3 separate regions of the Rattus norvegicus genome follow, and regions 1 and 3 are each linked to region 2. Evidence: chromatin contacts called from public Hi-C data. All regions are on one chromosome and are shown on one strand. Each heading gives the region's core, a stretch centred on a gene start, on an enhancer-like site or on the middle of the called end of the contact. The rest is flanking DNA. Distances are from core to core; before and after follow the strand shown. Region 1 overlaps Il16 (interleukin 16). Region 2 holds the start of Mesd (mesoderm development LRP chaperone). Region 3 holds the start of Abhd17c (abhydrolase domain containing 17C, depalmitoylase).

The links. Hi-C and Micro-C count contacts between places; a contact is called where the count stands out from the background.
Region 1: a Hi-C map of Schwann cells shows a contact between it and region 2, with 4 times the contacts expected there. The contact joins the enhancer-like site here to the promoter of Mesd in region 2. A contact is called at or near these places in 7 of 12 Hi-C or Micro-C datasets (the A7r5 cell line, the Rat2 cell line, Schwann cells and 4 more).
Region 3: a contact with region 2 is called in a Hi-C map of liver, with 3 times the contacts expected there. The contact joins the promoter of Abhd17c here to the promoter of Mesd in region 2. A contact is called at or near these places in 2 of 12 Hi-C or Micro-C datasets (liver and mammary epithelial cells).

What each region holds. Positions count from the first base shown.
Region 1 is chr1:147,068,669-147,071,896 of GRCr8, forward strand. It overlaps Il16 (interleukin 16), which reads right to left. Exons shown (of 19, transcript NM_001105749.1): 3 at 2,973-3,081. Among named protein-coding and RNA genes, the nearest start is that of Il16, 46 kb to the right of the region's middle. Within about 2 kb of position 1,258, at least 4 of the 93 cell types and tissues checked have an H3K27ac peak or open chromatin away from gene starts, as enhancers often do. A contact at or near this core is called in Schwann cells, where this site is marked.
Region 2 is chr1:147,281,724-147,284,785 of GRCr8, forward strand. It overlaps Mesd (mesoderm development LRP chaperone), which reads left to right and starts at 1,740. Exons shown (of 3, transcript NM_001008345.1): 1 at 1,740-2,173. The coding sequence starts at 1,988.
Region 3 is chr1:147,533,009-147,536,315 of GRCr8, forward strand. It overlaps Abhd17c (abhydrolase domain containing 17C, depalmitoylase), which reads right to left and starts at 1,707. Exons shown (of 3, transcript NM_001100736.2): 1 at 1,130-1,707. The coding sequence starts at 1,692.

The DNA.
Region 1 (3,228 bases), core at 8-2,507, 210 kb before region 2:
ACTGAGCAACAGCAGAGTGATGACAGAGCCATGGGCAAGTTTAGTGCAAACCCTCGAACCCATGCTGAGCTGGGACCTGCCCTTCCTGACCCAGGCAGCTGCTATGTTTTGGGTGCTCTGCCTGAACATGGATTCAAGCCTGTATAAACAGAGTCTAGAACAGGACACAGCTGATTCTCTAAAACATGTTTAAGAATCCAATGTTCAGGGGCTGGGGATTTAGCTCAGTGGTAGAGCGCTTACCTAGGAAGCGCAAGGCCCTGGGTTCGGTCCCCAGCTCCGAAAAAAAAAAAAAGAAAAAAAGAAAAAAAAGAACCAAAAAAAAAAAAAGAATCCAATGTTCAATATTAATTTAACGGAGAGTTTCGTAAATTAATAAGACAAGGATAACCCCAATAGGAAACTAGCAAGAGTCATCAAAACATGTACTAAATAAATAAAGAAATCTTTCCATTTGCCTAAAGAGGTCTGTTTTCCAGCCGATTTTGTAAGCCAGTGTGCAAGTCACAGCTTGTATAAGTAACCAAAGGCACACTTACACTCAAAGCCAAATGTGCTGGGGTCCTAGAGACCATTACCTCCCCAGAGGCCTGGAGTCAGTTGGGCTGACTGAGCCCCATCCAGGGAAGACAGGCCACTTGAGTGATTGACAGTCAAGGTACCAGGAAAGCGGTTCCTACAGAGCTCTATCCTACAGCCAGTCACTCACTCAGTAACTGAACCCAGTTGGAGGTGGGTGGTACTGTCTGAGAGATCAGCTCCTAGGACACCAGCATGGCTGCACTTGTGAACATGTGGTGTGTGCAGTCACCAGAGGTTGTGGCCAGAAGGCTCCCAGCTTGGTTTAATGCTGGGCTGTTGCCACTTTGAAATTCTTAATAATTTTGAACAGGGTCTCTTTGTTTCATTTTAGACAGAGCCCCAACAAAGTGTGTAACGGGCCCCAGATGCAAAGCAAAGCAGAGAAGCAGAAACAGGAGAGAGAGAGAAGGCTGTGGGACAAATATTTTTAAAAGTAATAGCAACAGTAACTCAATGTGAAGAAGCAGGTGATCATGTTTGCTGCTGAAGGAGTGTCAGACTAACATGTGGACAAAGTTCTTAAGCTGGATCTACCTACTGTTTAAACCAAACGTCAACTCCTAGGCAATTACACTAACAAGAAACCAAGTTACGCAAGCCTCCAAATGGGTCGTAATTCATTTAAGAATGACTCAGAGTGACATAGAATAATGAGGCTTGCAAAGTCAAGAAACTTCCCTGAAGTCATACAGATAATCTTTTCCAAAGAAGCTAGATCCCAATCCAAGTACACTCACCCTGGAATATATTCTCTTTTGTTTTGCTCATGGTGTTTTGTTTTGTGATTTTTGTTGTTATTTGCTTGTTTTGATGTTGTTTTGTATTGATTTGATTTGACTTGATTTGATTTTGAGACAGGATCTGCTGCAACCCAGCCTGGCCACACACTCCTGATCACCCCACTACCTCTACACCCCACATGACGGGATGCTAGCTGTAAACCTCCACACTCGGCCTTTAAGCTGCATGGTTGTCACTCAGTGGGAGAAAAATTGATTCAAGGACCCCCCACAGGTGCCAGAATAAGTGGTGCTTTTCCATGTCACTGCACTGTCATCACATAATAGATGCATAGACATGTGCTTCCTATGCTGGACTGTTAGAAGACAACAAGAAGAGAAAGAATCTGCATATTTTCTGTACAAATGCAATTTTTTCAAGTACTTCCCATTTGCAGATACAGAGGCTGACAGAGTTGTCCTTTAGAACCAGCATGGGTGCAAATAAAATTTCATATATAAAGTAAACAATATTGATTATGCTAGTGAGAGACTGATAGAACATCTATATGTTTATATATCATATATAATCTCTATATAATATATAATGCAAATATCTAGGAAGAGAGAGTTGGTTAACTAGATCGTAATGTTCATATAATAAAATTGTGTGTTTCCACTAAAAATAGTTTAGAACAGAATTTCCAATGACTTGTGAATATAAGTTTTCTGAAGTCATGTGGGAAGAGTATGAAATTAACTGAAAATGCTAGCAGAGCTTAGTATTAGCACAGGTAGAGTTATGATTCACTGTGGTCTTAATTTCTTCATTTTTCTGATTCTGTTTACATTAATTAAGAGTCTTCCAGTCTTCCAGTCTCAGGTCCTATCATATCACAGATAAGGCAAGAGAGGTTGTAGGGAGAGAGACAAGATTGCTCAGCCAGCAGCTAGAGTAGCTCTCTCTCTCTCTCTCTCTCTCTCTCTCTCTCTCTCTCTTTCTTTCTGTTTTTCTTTTTTTCTCCACATGCCACCCAGCCAGAAGAACTGGTCACAGAGAAATGCTAAGGCCAACGCTAAGCTCTCTAAGCTGTCAGGGAAGCACACTCACGAAGAATGTTCTCTGAGAGATAAACAGTTCCCATCTTGGTTTATCCTTGAAAGACCAGGGAAGAGCCATCCTCCTAATCTCCCCCACAGCACTGGCAGTCTTGCTAGTCCTGATATTCAGGAGCAGATAACCTCTTGGGGTAGTTTGAATGAGAATGTCCTCCACAGGCCCACATAGGCCCATAGGTCTCCAGTTGGTGGTGATGTTTGGAGAGGTGTAGGATCTGTGGCCTTGTGGGTGGAAGTTTGTCACTAGAAGCAGGTTTGAAAGTTTAAAATCTCCCATTTCTAGTTCTCTCTCTGCTCTTTGCCTGTGGTTCGAGATGTGAGCTTTCAGCAGCCTGCTTCTGCCAGCATGACTATTGTCTCTTCCAGCCATTATCACTTCTAGTCTTCTGGAACCATAAGTCAGAAAAGCCAACCAACCAATCAACCAACCACCATCACCACCAACAACAAAAACCCTCCTTCTTTAAGTAGCCTTGGTCATGGTGTTTTATCAGCAACAGAAAAGGAACTAAGACAGCTCTATTCCCGAAGATATTTTGAGAAGATACTTACTGGTGGAGTTGCTGCGTGTCCTTTGGTGGCAGGCTTTAGGAAACAGGAAGTTGCTACTTTGTGCTTCTGATTTTCCAGCCTTTTCTTTAGAGGAAGTTGTAGAAGATTCCTGTGAAAACAGTTCCCATCTTTTTATGCAGTAAGTTAGAGCTGACAAGAATGCTTAGTGTAATGGGCTGTTGGCATGGACCAGAGAAATATTTATTGATTTGCGCATATCTCTACTAAAATAGCAGGCACTTTGAGAACTGGATTT
Region 2 (3,062 bases), core at 490-2,989:
TAAGTTTATTTGAGATTGTAGCAAGTACAGCTGAATGATCACTCCTCAGGCCCTCTCAGAGAGGTAGCTCAGTGAGACCAGAAATGCTGTGCACAGTTCCAGAATAGGATTTGGCTTCAGCTTGGCTCATTCCCCATTTCCTTTGATTGGAATGCCATCTGGTAGCTGGAGTTCCCATAGCCATCCTGGGACTTTTGATGACCTCGAGGGTGGAAACTCCAGACCTGTGTGATGGGGTCAAATGAGAAAGAAGGCAGGACAACTCAGGACACACTCAGTTGCCACCTACTTCTGTTAAAGAAGTCTCCGTCATAAGAAAGACTTTTCCTTAAGCATGTTATAAAGGATTTGCACTCTATGAAACCTATTAATCATCTTCATCCAAAGCATAGAGAGAAAGACAGGGGAAATAGTAATAATGAGGGAGAAAGCAAAATCAAAACACTGGTGCAGTAGTGGAGAATACTATACTGGCTGTGGTAGCACATGCCTTCAATCCAGCACTTGGGAGGCAGAGTCAGGCAGATCTCTGAAGGCTGTGTCGGCTTGGTCTAGAGTGAGTTCCAGGTTAGCCAGGGAAACCTAGTCTTGAAAAAAACAAAGACAAAAGCACCCCAAAACAAAACAAAACAAAAAGCCAAAGACTAAAGGGGTGAAGCACTCAAGAATACTTAGTAGTTAATACAGTATGCTAATTAAGCATCGAAAACCCATTCTTAGATACTTTCACATTTGTGAATATAGGAATGAATTGTACCGCAGTATGTGACACCTTGGGGTCAGTAATTAAACTATATTGTTCGAATATTTTCCAACTACACCGAAGTTTCATGTCTTAGGATATAATTTGAAATTTTAAAGAAATCAGATCTGCCACTTAAAGCTTAGGAAACTAAAGTATCTCTGACCCCAAGTATTTTATTTCTGAAAAGCATAGTTGTCAGAATCTTGTAAAACAGAAAACAAAATTAGGGTAATTTTGTCTTATAGATTAGAACTGCAGTGGTAGATGGAAATCAGAAGAGACTAGAACTATTTTAAACAATAAAAATGGTTATCAATTAAATGATTTTTTAAAGTTTAATTGACAATGATAACTGAAAGACTGGCGAGTCGAAAATCATCTACGGAGCAGAATAACAATAGATTCCATATTTACAGTCTTCAAGAAAAGTTGCGCTGGCGGTCCTTAGCTTTTTAGCTGGTGGTTCTCACAGGAAATTACTAGGGAGCATGGTTCAAAGTCCACACCCTGAAAAGGGCCTCAGGGTCAAGGCAGTTTGCATATCTTCCATTCTCATTCATTTCGTAGGATTCCAGGACTCCCAGCTATTTATGCAGGACACCCTGAGGAAACTTTTCAAACCTGACTAGTGAATGAAAAACAAAAGGGCTGACTTCTAACAAAACCCCAAAACAGTGGAAATAGCACACAGTCCAGCAGGACCCAGCTAGGGTAAATTGCTTGGCCAGAATAAGGGGAGGAGCTCGCGGGGCGGAGCCTAACAAAGGGAGGAACTAGGGGGTGGAACGAACCCTTGGTGCCCAGCCAGGTGAGGTCCCAGAGCTATGGGGTGGAGTCTGGTGAGGAGGCAAGGGCCCTAGGGGCGGAGTCAGGAGACCTTAGCTGAGAGGCGGAGTCAAGTGGTGAAAGGCTCGATGATGAGGAGGAGCCTGAGGTTGGGAGACACAGGGGCGGGCAATTGTGGGGCGGGCCCAAGGGAAGGGAAGGGGATATCGGATGAGGTCCGGACTGGAGGAAACAGAACGGCGGGGTGCGGTAGGCTAGGACGCTTAGGAGGAGGAGCCATTGGACCTGTGTCCGCGAGAGTGGGGCAGGGTCGAGTACTGGCTTTAGTTCTGCTCAGAGCGAGCGAGGGACTGGATTGGAGGACCGGGGGTGGGGTGGGGGCGAGGCTCCGGCGCCGAGACTCCGCACGCTGTTTGCGCAGGCTCAGTGTGTAGCCCGTTACACTGGGCAGCTAACATGGCGGCCTCCAGCTGGCTGCGCGCGGTTCTCCTGTTTCTATGTGCCTCGGACCTTCTGTTGCTCTCTCCTCCTGAAGCCTACGCGACCGATACTCCCGGCGAGGCCATCACACCTCCACGGAAAAAGAAGGACATCCGCGATTACAACGATGCCGACATGGCGCGACTTCTGGAGCAGTGGGAGGTCCGTGTCGCCCGCATACTCCTGAGCATCTTCCCATACAGATCCCTTTTTTCTAACCCTTACCCTCTAGGTCTTTTGACCTTCTGACTTGTGTCCCCTGATCCCTCTCTCTGCCCTGTGTTCAGGGTCCTTATTGACTGTGTCCAGTACCCGCTGACCTCCCGGGTCTCCATTCCACCACGGTTCAGGCCTCTCGCCCAGTGTCCTCCACTACCATGGCTCCTCAGACACTCTAGTCAGGACTTGGATTCTCACTGGTCAAACCCTACTTTCCTTGCTGTGTCCCAGTGCTCTCACATTGATCTTGGTGGACAGTGAACCGCAAAGGGAGCGAGAGCTCCTGAGGAGCGTTTCCTCCTTCCCCCTCCTGTTCTGGAGTGAATTGGTTGTGAAGGTGGTCTCCCCCCTCCCCCCGCTCGTTTTGATAAAGATCTTTCCAAATATAGAGGGTTTCCGACTTCTTTTGGTGTTTGTCCCTGCTGGGACTTTTGTAATTTCGTGGGTGGATTTATTTTACTGGTAGAGGGAGCTAAGGCATCTCATATGGAACTCAGGTTTTTGATTCATGGGAGTAGTGAACTTGTTTTGTGAGAGGCCAAATTCTGACCTCTTACTTGATTGCATTTGGGGTGTGCAAAAGGTTCTAAGGGGCAGCTCCTGATCAAAAGTGCACAGCAGCCCTTGATTGTATTTGATTGCACAGCTGGTGGAAAGGAATCACACAACTCTATATTGTTGGAAGGGGGCAAAGACTTTGGGGCATAAGTCTAAAATAGTCACCTGCTGGTTTTGACTTGAAAAGGGGGGACTCCTGTTTTCATGTTATCTGTACCCGACAGAAGAATTGGAGAAGTGGGCCATGGTAGCACATTGTAATTCCAGCACTTAA
Region 3 (3,307 bases), core at 457-2,956, 250 kb after region 2:
CATACTTCTGAAACCTGTTCTTGGGAACAGGTGGCATGTGACTACTTGTGGATCCTCAGCCACTCCATCAGGACAGAATCCAGCCGCATCTGCCTACATCGTTCTCTGAAAACTACACCCCAATTAAGGATCCCCTCCAAGACCTCAGAAGAGTTTAAGCAAACAGCACAGAGTAAATACTAAGTACTTCTCTGTTTCTCAAGAAGCATAAGGGATAATTTATGAACATACGGGCAACACATATGGAAATAAGTCATTATTACTGATCATGTACTTAGCCCAGCAAATAGACTTTTCATAAAAACTATACAAAGGTCTCTAAAAAGAACAGTGCCTACTGTCCTTATTCTGAGGACTTGTTCCTCTAAAGAAATCCAAGCTCATTACCCAAAAGGTTGCCACCTGTGCTATGGGGATTACATGGGAAGGTCACAAGCATCAAACAGGACAGGTCACTTAACTTTCTCACAAATCAAAAGTCTAAGTTCAGAGTAAAACTCAAGCAGGTTTTTCTTTTTCCCACCTGATCTGTCCCCAGATATAACAATTTGTGCTTGGCATGTAAAAGACCCCGAATAATTCCAGTTTTATGAACCCTAACTCAAGGTCAACCGATTCCCTCGAGCCTATAAGACACCCTGCGCTACTAGTGGGGTTTAGGGAAGGTTCCGACATCAGCTAACTTCCTGATCTCAAGGAACCACAAACTCTGCCGGACCAAGAGGCAAAGTCCTCACCACACCCGACCCGACCCAGCCTTAAGGGCTGTTCAGGCATCGCCCCAGGGGGACTTTCTACTTAGAAAGTCTTTTAAAGGTCATAGTCTCTCCCCTGTTTTCACAGGACACTGAAAAACCCAAGGTCACTTCTTCCAGACCTTCAGGGTCTGCGCGTAGTTCATCACACAACTCAAGCTCAACCAAGTTGGTTTGGCCGGTACGTTAGCACCCCCCACAGCGGCCACGTGCGTTTAACCGGAGCCACAAAGACTCCAGGCCTCGCTGGCCAGTGAAAAGCAGGCAGGACCCTTTAAGTCTGAGCTATCCATCCCCACAAGGGCTGGTGATCCGGAGCGAATGCAACAATCTGGGAGCACAAGCCCGCACCCAACCCGTGGCTCGGGGCTCACCGGGTGCGCAACGCCTGCCACGCGGCGTCGATGTCGGCGTAGAGATTCTTTTCGGAGGGCTTGCCGGAGCTCACACCATAGCCCGAATAGTCGTAAGAAAAGATGTTGCAGTTGATGCGCGAGCCCAGGCCGATGTAGAAGCTACACATCTGGCCCAAGTCCACAGCGTTGCCGTGAGAGAAGAGCAGCGTGTAGCGGCTGGAGGGCGCGCAGCGCACGAACATGCAGCCCAGCCGGTTGTCGCGGGCCGTGCGCGAGAAGAAGACCTCTACGGCGTCCAGTTCGCGCTGCGAGTACTGCCAGTCGGCGCGCTCGCTCAGGTGCAGGCTGCACGCGCCGGGGCCCGCACCCTCCTCGGCCGGAGCGGGCTGCGCCGCCGGGGCTGGCGCCGGGGTCGCAGCGGGCGCGGGCGCGCGCTGCTCGGGCGCCAGCACCGTGTAGGTGGGTTCGGGCGGCAGGAAGGCCAGCTTGGCGGCGATGCGGCTCGGACAAGGAGGGCAGCAGAAGAGCCAGCACAGCTCGCCGAGCGAGAAGCCGTTCATCCTGGGGCCGGGCTCGGGCATCGGGACGGCCTGGCGCCCGCCGCGGGCGGGAGGGAAGCGCAGGGAGCGCAGAGGGAGAGCGCCGAGAACTGGAGGCCGGCCGAGGAGGCGGAGAGGCTAGGGGCGGGGCCAGGCGGGCGCGGCGCGGCGAGCGGGGCGGGTCAGCGGCAGCCCCGCAGCCCCGGCGAGGTGCGGACGACCGGGGCTCGCGCGCTGCACACAAAGCCCGCGGCGGCGGCGGCCATGGCCCGCTCGAGCGCGCCGCCCCGCCCCCGCACGCTGCCGCCACTTCCGGGTTACCGCGCCGCGCGCCCCCACAAGCGGGCGGGGCTACCCCTCAGAACGGACGCCCTAGTCTGAAGCAGGACTCCCCTGTCTGGGCGGGGCTCTCACCTCTTGGGCGGGGAGTTAGTGCATCTGGGCAGGGCTGCTGGTTAGAACAAACTCCGGGATCCGAAGCGAGGCTCTGGTGTCTGGGGCGGAGCTTACCGTGATTGGGGCGGGGCTCTGAAGAGATGGGGCGGTTGGGACAATCCTGGATTGAAAAGGTAGGTGCACAGATACTTTAGGATTCGGTTCTCCAGAACCAACTTTGTCCTGGTAGGGTTATTGGGAATTTATGTAAAAGATAATTATTGAGAAAGAGAATTGAATACATTAAAAAATGCCTTGCTTCCCGCTAATCAATGCTATTTTTTTCTCTTTTGGTTGTTTGAGACAGTTTAACCTACACTGGCGTAGAACTCGGATTCCTCTTTCCTCTATACCAGTGGCTGAGATTCAAGACTTTTTGAATACCACCCTCCTCTGATCCCCCTCGTACGTGTTCCCGTGCCTGTTGGTTTTACAACTGGTGTGAACATGGTACTTTCTCACCCTCACCCCTTACGTCAACCCCCCCTACATGGTGCCAACTGGATACTCATACTCCATATCTGTCCTTTATGATGTTAGTTTCTCTAGAATTGTTTTGGCGCCAGACTTTTAATCATGAAAGACATGTTAAAACGATTTTAATCCTCTGTTGTCTTGGCTATGGGCTTTAAGTGATTTTCCAAATATAGCTCTCAGGGCCTTTGAAACCATGTGAACCCTGGTGTTCAGTTGGCAGAGCCTCTCCTCTGGACTTTGGCATTAGGCTTCGCTTTCAGGGAGAGGAGGGCATCCCAGGCTACCTGCGGTTAATGCAACCAGAGCCCCAGTGGGCAGTCACCACTCCAGACCTCAAAGATGTCCCAAGAAGGATTACAACCTTTTTGAAAACAAAAAGAATTTTGAGCATCCTAATCTAAATTGATTTATCAATACCAACATCAGTAGTAACATTGTGGACTGAATTTTAGAAGGCCATATACTCACTAAATTCATAAATTTCCAAAAAACTGCACACAATGCCTCTTCAAGTCTGTTTTAAAGTTAGATGGGCAAAACTGTTCTTCCATTGCTAGGCTTTAGCTTCTGGCTTTCAGTTTCATTTTTTTTCCCCCAAAGACTTGAGAGTTTTTTCATGTTGCTATTTTGCCTGCTTGATTCCTGTACTAAGTCAATGTGTGTGGCGTTTTTCATGCCATAGCTACTGGGTCAGTTGCCAGAATTGCAAAGAGAAAGTTATCTCTGCCACAGTCAAGACACTCTT